Regions from separate parts of the Sus scrofa genome. Here region 2 is linked to region 1. Evidence: chromatin contacts called from public HiChIP or PLAC-seq data. All regions are on one chromosome and are shown on one strand. The core of a region is the stretch at or near the end of the contact, and the rest is flanking DNA. Distances in the headings are between cores, read along the strand shown.

The links. HiChIP or PLAC-seq counts read pairs in DNA pulled down with a chosen protein or histone mark.
Region 2: a contact with region 1 is called in an H3K27ac HiChIP or PLAC-seq map of alveolar macrophages. The contact joins the enhancer-like site here to the promoter of IFI30 in region 1. A contact is called at or near these places in 9 of 47 Hi-C or Micro-C datasets (blood, brain, embryonic fibroblasts and 5 more) and 2 of 2 datasets of contacts at active chromatin or transcription factors (alveolar macrophages and skeletal muscle).

The regions. Positions count from the first base shown.
Region 1 is chr2:59,631,333-59,635,765 of Sscrofa11.1, forward strand. It overlaps IFI30 (IFI30, lysosomal thiol reductase), which reads right to left and starts at 2,382. Exons shown (of 7, transcript NM_001131046.1): 1 at 2,197-2,382; 2 at 1,023-1,205; 3 at 855-929; 4 at 1-72. The coding sequence starts at 2,316. LOC106507303 (a long non-coding RNA gene) reads left to right here and starts at 1,443. Exons shown (of 2, transcript XR_002341594.1): 1 at 1,443-1,842; 2 at 2,204-4,189.
Region 2 is chr2:59,670,960-59,675,392 of Sscrofa11.1, forward strand. It overlaps MAST3 (microtubule-associated serine/threonine-protein kinase 3), which reads right to left. Exons shown (of 28, transcript XM_021083495.1): 13 at 4,187-4,272; 14 at 2,884-3,092; 15 at 2,098-2,236. Among named protein-coding and RNA genes, the nearest start is that of PIK3R2, 21 kb to the left of the region's middle. Within about 2 kb of position 2,027, at least 20 of the 83 cell types and tissues checked have an H3K27ac peak or open chromatin away from gene starts, as enhancers often do. A contact at or near this core is called in alveolar macrophages, where this site is marked.

The DNA.
Region 1 (4,433 bases), core at 1,132-3,631:
GTCATCCAGTTCCTCTATGCAGACAATGGTCAGAAAGGCCATGTTCTTCTCCAGCTTGTCCAAAAGGCAGGCCTGGGAGTGGGGATGGGAGGGGGAGGACATGAGGGGGGGACCTGAGTACCCCAAGACCACTCTGGGATTAATCATGGGTGTCCATAAATAAAGTGGAGACAGGGAAATTCCCCTTGTGGCTCAGCGCTAACAAGCCCGACTAGTGTCCATGAGGACATGGTCGGATCCCTGGCCTCGCTCAGTAGGCTAAGGATCCGGCATTGCCATGAGCTTCAGTGTAGCCCACAGATGAGGCTCAGATCTGGCGTTGCTGTGGCTGTGGTGTAGGCTGGCAGCTGTAGCTCCGATTCGACCCCTAGCCTGGGAACTTCCATATGCTACTAAGAGTGCGGCCCTAAAAAGACCAATCAACAAACAAATGAACAGACAAAACCAACATAGAGAATGAAGAAGTGATTAAATGGAGGCACACAGGAAAAAGAATGGCGCTTGTGGCAATCCCTTCTTTTTCTTTTTTTTTTTTTTTTTACATTTAGAAAGTGGGGGACCAGGAGGTACTCTGTTCCTCTGTTCCGTAGAACAAAGGCACCTAGGCTTTAGCCCACATGACTTTTATTAAGGAAGGTGATGAGATTATTATTAGTGGGATTAAGGAAGGTGGCAAGATTAGTGGGCAGGAACAGGCATAGGCAATATTGATTGAGGTTATCTTCTTAGTGATATCAAAGAGGGTATCCTTAGGACATAAGGCAATCCCTTCTGAGTCTTGATTTCACCTTCCTTATCACCAGTAGACTCCTCAGCCTCTATGCCCCCCACTCGGGAACTCTGGGGCTGCTCACCTCCACCTTGTTCATCTTGCACTCCTGCTCGCCGTGCTGGCACGTAAATTCCCACCTGCCGCTGACATTTCGTTCCTGAAAGGCAATGGGGTAAATGCTGGCTGCCCCCCACCAGCCGCATTCCCTTCCCCTGGCCGAGTGCCCCCAGTTTCCCTGGTGCCCACACACCTGGGCGTTTCCATAGGGTACCAGTGTGACATTGAGGATTTCCCAGACCATCAGCCACGTGGGGAAGAGCTCTCGGACTAGGAAGTACCGGCAGCCATTGCACAGCGACTCATAGTAGAGGTTCACGTTGACAGGTGGAGGGTCAGACTTCCCCACGGGTCTCTGCAGGCATGGCTCACCGGCCTGCGTGGGAGAAAGGGGTGTGAAATCAAACGAAGTCCTGCTTGGTTCTCTTGCAGAAAAAGAGCTGCAAACAGGAAGTGATACACTCCTTCCAGACCTTGCCAGATGGAATCCTGACTTAAAGGCTTCACAGCATCCCTAAATCTTCCTAAATCTCAGTCTGTCTGCAAAATGGATGTGAAAAAGATTCGAAAACAGTAGGCAGTTCATGTATGCACAAGTCTTGCTTTCCTCCAGGTTAGGTGAAACTCCCCACGCGGGGGGACTGCAAGCAGTAAGAATTCAAGGCATGCTCACTTCTGATCCCTGCCGTCAATCCTGCCTTCTGAGCGGTGCGTACCGCGAAAGCATGCTCATTTGTCACTTCATCCCCAGAGCCCTGGCCGGGAGCTGAGCGAGCGTCTATACCCGCGCTGACTCCTTTTTAAATTCTTCCTCTCAGCGGGCTCACTGAACCCCTCCCAAGGCTACTGCAGAGGCGGCGCCTAATAGGTGCTGACTTCCGGCTACAGCTGAGGGGTGGCGGTCGCCCGCGTCTGTGAGCAAGTCGCTCAGACTCCGGGGCATCTGCTTCCTCCGCACCAGAAACACGCGAGCTCCTCCCGGGAGCCCCTGACGAATGCGGGTGGGCGCTTAGGTAATCCGGGCTTCCCCTGGGCTGAAAGAGAGATTCTGATTCCCGCTCCAGAGGTACACAGTAGGTGCTCAATGCACCCTGGGATGGGGTGGGGGAATTGCGGGGGGTGGGTGGGGGAATTGCGGGGGGATGGGTGGGGGATAGCTGAGCGACTCAGATTTCAGAAGGAAGCGAAAGAGAAAGGAAAGTGTGACCAGCGAGGCGGGGTGTTTTTTGAGGGGGTCAGTACCGATCCGAGAAGCACCTTCCCGAGCCCGGTCGACTCCGCCGAAGTCTGGGGAGAGGGGAGGAGCCGCCGGCCCCCTACTGGGGCGCCAGTCCCCGCTGTCCCTCCCGCCGAGTAGCCGTCCCTACCTTGCAGGGGGCCGCCCCCTGGAGGAGTGACTGCAGCGGGGACGCCGGCGCTGCCGCGGGGACCTCCAGCAGCAGCAGCAGCAGCAGAGGCAGGAACGGCAGGAGAGGCGACGAGGCCATCACGACGGAGGGGCCAACGTACGACGGCAGAAGCAGCTGCCCCGGGAAAGAGCCGCCTTTAAGCCGGCGGTGGCCCAGCCCCCCTGCCGAACCCGCCCCCTGGTGCCCACGCCCCTCGGGGGCCCGGGCGGCGTCTCTAAGCATCTCGACTTCTCTCTCTCTTTCCTTCTTTCTCTTTCTCTCTTTCTTCTCTCCTCTCTCTCCCTCTCTGGGTGTACCTTTTCCACCTGAGCTCCACCCTACCCCCACCCCCACCAGGTGCTGGGCCCCCAGTCGCATGGACCATGAGCTGCTCTTCGATCTCCCCCGTCCCTTTCCCGCAATCAGCCCCGACCAGCCGTGTGAGGCTTGAGCATCTTGAGCAGAGGTGAGGTGGGGGCTTAGAGACAGAGACACAGCAAGACCGAGAGTTAGGAGGGCCACTCTGGGCCCAGGGATCCCTCTTGGGGGCGGCCAGGTTGACCTAGCCCCGCCCCGCCTCCCTAGCCCAGAGACCCTGCCTTCCCACCCTGTGCTCTGATGTGGGTGGGGGTGGCCGATCCTCTGCCTGAGAGTGGGCAGGGGCTGCCGCATCCCCGTTCCCTCCCTCTAGCCTGGCCCAGGACCCTTCTTCCCAACTTTCTCCCCCTCCCCCTCTCAGGCTCCCCAGCCCTGAAGCTCCAGATCCAACAGCGTGGTCCCGTGAGGCTGACTCAGGCTTGGCCACAGCTGGGCCAGAAAGCAGAAGCCAGAGCAGGGAGGGGCACCTCCCTTCTCTTGGTCCCCCACTCCTGGCTTGGGGGTGGGAGAGAAAAAAATCTGGCATTTCTTCTTTCTATCCTCCAGGGCTTGGGGAGAGCAGGCCATCCCTCCTTTCAGCCAGCTCCCTTGCTGGAGGAGAAGCCGAGTCGGAGCAGTCATAACTGAAAGCCTATAGTGTGTACATGGGGTGGGGGTGAGGGATCAGCCCGTGGAAGACCCAGGATGGCAGGAATCAGCCAGAGCCAGGTTTGCCCTGGGACTGTGCTGGGCACCTCAAGTGGTGGAGCCTCAACTTCCCCTTCTGTAAAATGGGAGAAGTGAGGTTTGGGAAATAAAGCTACCAGAGGGAGAGTTGCCCCAGGCTGCGGGTAGAGGTGGCACATCTGGGTTTGTAAGCCTGGGAAGGTGTGGACAGGACAGCAGTGTGGGAGGGAGGAAAGAATGGCCCAGATAGGAGTTCCCATCGTGGCTCAGTGGTTAACAAATCCAACTAGGAACCATGAGGTTGCGGATTCGATCCCTGGCCTTGCTCAGTGGGTTAAGGATCCAGCGTTGCCATGAGCTGTGGTGTAGGTCGCAGACCTGGCTTGGATCTGGTGTTGCTGTGGCTCTGGCGCAGGCCGGCAGCTACAGCTCCGATTAGACCCCTAGCCTGGGAACTTCCATATGCCGTGGGTGCAGCCCCAGAAATGGCAAAAAGACAAAAAGATTAAAAAAAAAACAAACAAAAAAAAAACAGTCCAGATAAAGGCGAGAAGGCTGGGAGTGTCAGGGAAGTAACTGAGACATTCAGACTTTGTAGGGCCTTGACGGGACAAGGGTCTGGATTGCACGGGAGGAAACACCCATCCCTGGCCCAGAAAACAGCCCAGTCCCCCAGCCTCCCTAGCCTGGTCCCTTCCAGTTCTGGGGAAACCCCAGCCTGCATGGCCACATTCATGGAAGCTGGGGTTCCCCTGAAGTCCCCAATAGCTGGACAATCCCCCATCTGACCTTTTGGAGCCATTCACAAAACCCATTTCCTTTGTAGAAGCTTCTGCAAGACTAAGTAACCCCGCTTGGGGCAACTAGTGGGCGCTCCATGCTGTACTGGGCAGGACAGAAAAAATAACAATAAACAGAATTGCTACGATTTTCCCAGTGGTTATTAAGCCCCAGCCCTATAGCAGGAATTCATAAACCTCACACATTTGATCATGGAACCCTCAGAGATAGCCATTGGAGGTGGGGGTAAGCAACTATTGACCCAACTTGGTAAGAGGAAAAATTTTTTTTAAACATTGTTATTTATTTATTTATTTTTTACAGCCGCACCTGTGGCATACGGAAATTTCCAGGCTAAGGATCAAATCGGAGCTGCAGCTGCCGGCCTGCAC
Region 2 (4,433 bases), core at 777-3,276, 39 kb after region 1:
AGCATGCTGGGCTCTTTTTTTTGGTCTTTTAGGGCCACACCCATGACGTATGGAGGTTCCCAGGCTAGGGGTTGAATCAGAGCTGCAGCTGTGATTCCACAGGCACAGCGACACCAGATCCGAGCCACGTCTGCAACCTATACCACAGCTCACAGCAACACCGGATCCTTAACCCACTAAGAGTGGCCAAGGATCGAACCTGCATCCTCATGGATACTAGTCAGATTCAATTCCACTCAGCCACAATGGGAACTCCCATGCTGGGCTCTTAAGGTTTATGTTCATACCTCCACATGGCAAACACCTCTATCAGAGAAATGGACACCTGTCCCTGGCACACAGTGTGCTCAATGGATGCTGATCTCAAAATAAAAACTTTATAAATAAGGACAGTTGAAATATTTGGGTCCTGACACACAGTCATTGCCTAGTAACTGTTGATCTGATCACCTTTATATAGCTGGTACCCAATAATACATAACAGTTACAAAATGTGCTTGGAGTTCCTATCGTGGCACAGTGGAAACGAATCTGACTAGGAACCATGCGGTTGAGGGGATTCCTGGCCTCACTGAGTGGGTTAAGGATCTGGCGTTGCTGTGAGCTGTGGTGTAGGTTGCAGATGCAGCTTGGATCCTGCGTTGCTGTGGCTGTGGCATAGGCTGGCAGCTATGGCTCCAACTGGATCCCTAGCCTGGGAACCTCCATATGCTAAGGGTGCAGCCCTTAAAAAAAAAAAAAAAAAAGTGCTTTATAGGAGTTCCTGCTGTTGGGCAGTGGGTTAAGGATCTGGTGTTGTCTCTGCAGCAGTTTGGGTCACTGCTGAGGCAGAGATTCCATCCCCAGCCCAGAGAAGTGGGTCAAGGATTTGGCATTGCTACAGCTGTGGCGTGGCTCACAGTTGCGGCTCAGATTTGATCCCTGGCCTGAGAATTTCCATATGTCAAGGGTGTGGCAAAAAAAATGCACTTTTAATCTCAAAAGGGTCATCAGTATGTGAGGAGTTAGTTTTACCACTGTCTAGGTTCCTTAAAATGGTGAGTACAGGAGTTCCTGCCTGGCTCAGTGGCTAATGAATCTGACTAGGAACCATGAGGTTGAGGGTTCGATCCCTGACCTTGCTCAGTCGGTTGGGGATCCGGCGTTGCCGTGAGCTGTGGTGTAAGTTGCAGACGTGGCTTGGATGCCATGTTGCTGTGGCTCTGGCGTAGGCTGGTGGCTACAGCGCCAATTAGATCCCTAGCCTGGGAACCTCCACATGCCGTGGGTGTGGCCCTAGAAAAAAACCAAAAAAAAAAAAAAAAAAGGTGAGCACAGGCTCAGGTATACAGTAGATGCCAAATGAATGTGCTTTGATTTCTCAGCCGCTTGTAAACTACAAGATGCCCAAAAACATGCAGACTCAATGCTTATGTCCATACCTCCACATGGCAAGTACCTGAGAAACTCGCACTTCTTGCCTGGTATCCAGAAGGACTTGATATAAGAGCGGGCCTATTCTCTGTACACAGTAGGTGCTCAATTAATGCACGGGGCGAGTACTTTGAAAATTATGTAGGGGTTACAAAGCATGAGGGATTATTCAACTCACACTTGTGTTTTCCACCCACCCACAGAGGACATGCACCCAGTAGGTGCTTACTAGATGCTAGGATGAAATAAACATCCCAACACCCTCCTTCTTCCCTGCACTAATACATAGTAGGTGCTCAGGGCATGCATAGTCCCTTTCCTCACATATCAATTTTTCCAAAGCTGCTGTCTCATAAGTGCATGTTCACTTCCCTTGTGTGGCAGCAGCTCTCTGAGTGCCTGGTCCCCTCCCTCGTCCAGTCTGTGCATCCTCTTTGCCTGGCAGCGCCTCCATAAGTGCACTGTCCTTTCCCTGCACATAGCAGGCGCCTCTAAGTACCTACTTTCCTCTGTACACAACAGGTGCTCAACATTGCCAAGATCCTTGCCTTCAGTCAGCAAGGGCCCCGAGATGCCAGCAGAATCCAGATGAGGGTGCTCCTGAGCAGCTCCTGGCCCACGCAGAGGCCCCGCCCCCAGGCCACTCTGAGCCCCGCCCCCAAGGCCCCGCCCCGCGAGGCTCACTTGTCAGGCTTGAGGTCCCGGTGCACAATCCCGTAGTTATGCAGGTACTCCAGCGCCAGCACCGTCTCCGCAAAGTACATGCGGGCCATGTCCACGGGCAGCGGGCCCATGTTCTTTAGGAGGGTGGCACAGTCCCCACCTGCAGAGAGGCGGATGTGCTTAGAGAGACCCTTGGCTGTGCGTGCCCAAGACCTGTGCCTGCATGACCTCCCGACCTCCTGCAAAGCAGCCCCAATCTGTCCTGAATCAGGAACTGGGAGCGGGAGGGTGGGCACACCCTGCCTTCTGATTTCCTCCTGGCAGGGCAGCAGCTTTTGTAAGCAAACAGTCCCTCCCGCTGCACACAGCTGGTGCCTCCTAAGTGCCTCCTCCCTCTCCTTACCTGGAAGCACCTGGGTAAATGAACATCCCTACACTTACCTGAAGGCTCTTCTCTTTCCTGAACTACAAATGCGATCCCACAACTCCTCACCCTGGCCCCCAGCCCAACCTGGCCCTTCCCACCGGTACCTCCCTCCCTAGCCTGCTTTTATGCTAGCCTCCAAGCCTCTACCTACCAGTCCCCTCTGCCTGGGCTGTCCATCCTGCCCCTAGAGCACTCTTTGGGCTCCCCCAGCTCCAGTCCCCCCAGGCTAGCTCCCCCACCACAGACTGAGGCCCCCCCCGGCAGGCTGGGACCCCATGGAGGACCCCAGCAGCCCCTAGCTTGGTCAAAGGAGGGACTTTTTCCTGGATAAGGGATGAGCTCTCCATTGCTGGAGGCATGTAAGCCCCCAGTGACCGCACCTTCCACATACTCCATGACCATGCATAAGTGGCGCCGGGTCTCAAAGGAGCAGAACATGCTGACCACAAAGGGATTCTCGGCAAAGGTGAGGATGTCGCGCTCCACGAAGACCTGCTGGATCTGGTTGCGCAGGATCAGGTTCTGCTTGTTGATCTTCTTGATGGCGAAGCGCTGCCTGGTGTCCCGGTGCCGCACCAGGTAGACAGCCCTGGAGGGGGCCAGGCTCCTTGAAGCCGGAGATCCAGGGCCCGGCAAGCACCGGGATCTGATCTGGACCCAGAACCCAAGCTCCTGTGCCTCTGCCTGTGCTGCGCCATCCACCCAGGGCACCTGTTCTCCTTACCTAGCCCTTCTCCCAAAGCAGCCAGCCCCTGGATTTAAGCCTTAAGCCACCCTCCCTGGTATCATATAAAGAGCCAAAGATGTCCCCTAGGTTATTTCTTCACAGCTGGCTGAGACCCATTAGCTCAAAAGCTCCTCTGGCTCGAACTCAAATTGCTTTAAATATAGCTCAAACAAGCAGAGTTTTAGCCATTTAGAGCCTGAGGGTTTGCATACTCTGCAGATAAGATAAACGCTGGGGCTATAAAGACCCAAAGCTGCTCAAACTCTCAGCCCCAAAGAATCCCCACTGTACAGCTGACACAAAAGCCTCCTCCACAATCCCCTCACACCCCATGGTCTCTGTCTTTTTCTTTCTTTCTTTTTTTTTTTTGCTTTTTAGGGCCACACCCGGGCATATGGAGGTCCCAGGCTAGAGGTCAAATTGGAGCTACAGCTGCCAGCCTATGCCGCAGCCACAGCAACATCAGATCTGAGTTGCATCTGCGACCTACACCACAGATCATGGCAATACCGGATCCTTAACCCACTGAGTGAGGCCAGGGAGCAAACCCGCAACCTCATGGTTCCTAGTTGGATTCGTTTCCACTATGCCACGAAGGGAACTCCTCACCACCCTCGTGGTCTTATGCTGTAAGGGATTCCCCTCTCCTCCCCCCTCCCCCCAATGCAAATCTGTCAAAGTGGTACTTAAACAATGCTCACTGCCTGCTATTGCCATCCAGTGGCCACCTTTTTCCTTGATCAGTCCCCAAATTTCTAGAACCTCCTACCTCTGGGGCAAGTAAGGGTCGAGATCATGGACAAACCCTTCCAAGGCCATGCCCTGGGTGTCTGCTGCCGGGTGTCTCCACTTCTCTCTGCAGGCCTCACTTTCCTTGTCTGCACCCTCAGGGCCCGCATGGGCTTCAGCTCTCTGTGCATCTGAGAAATGGGTCCACAGGGGACCCGAGGACTCACCCATAAGCTCCATTGCTAATCAGTTTGATAGTCTCAAAGTCACTCTCACATGGTTTCCTCCGTGAAGGGCCGACCAGGGCACGACTCTGGGGGGCGAGAGGGTGAGTCAGGGTGCTGCCCCACTTCAGGGCAGGGCAGGCTGGGTTTGTCCTGCCCCCAAGTTCCACTGGTCCTGGCACTGGCCCTGGCACCTGACGCTCCTTCCTCTCCTGTATAAACTTATTAAACTCAGCTTCCAAGTTTCTGA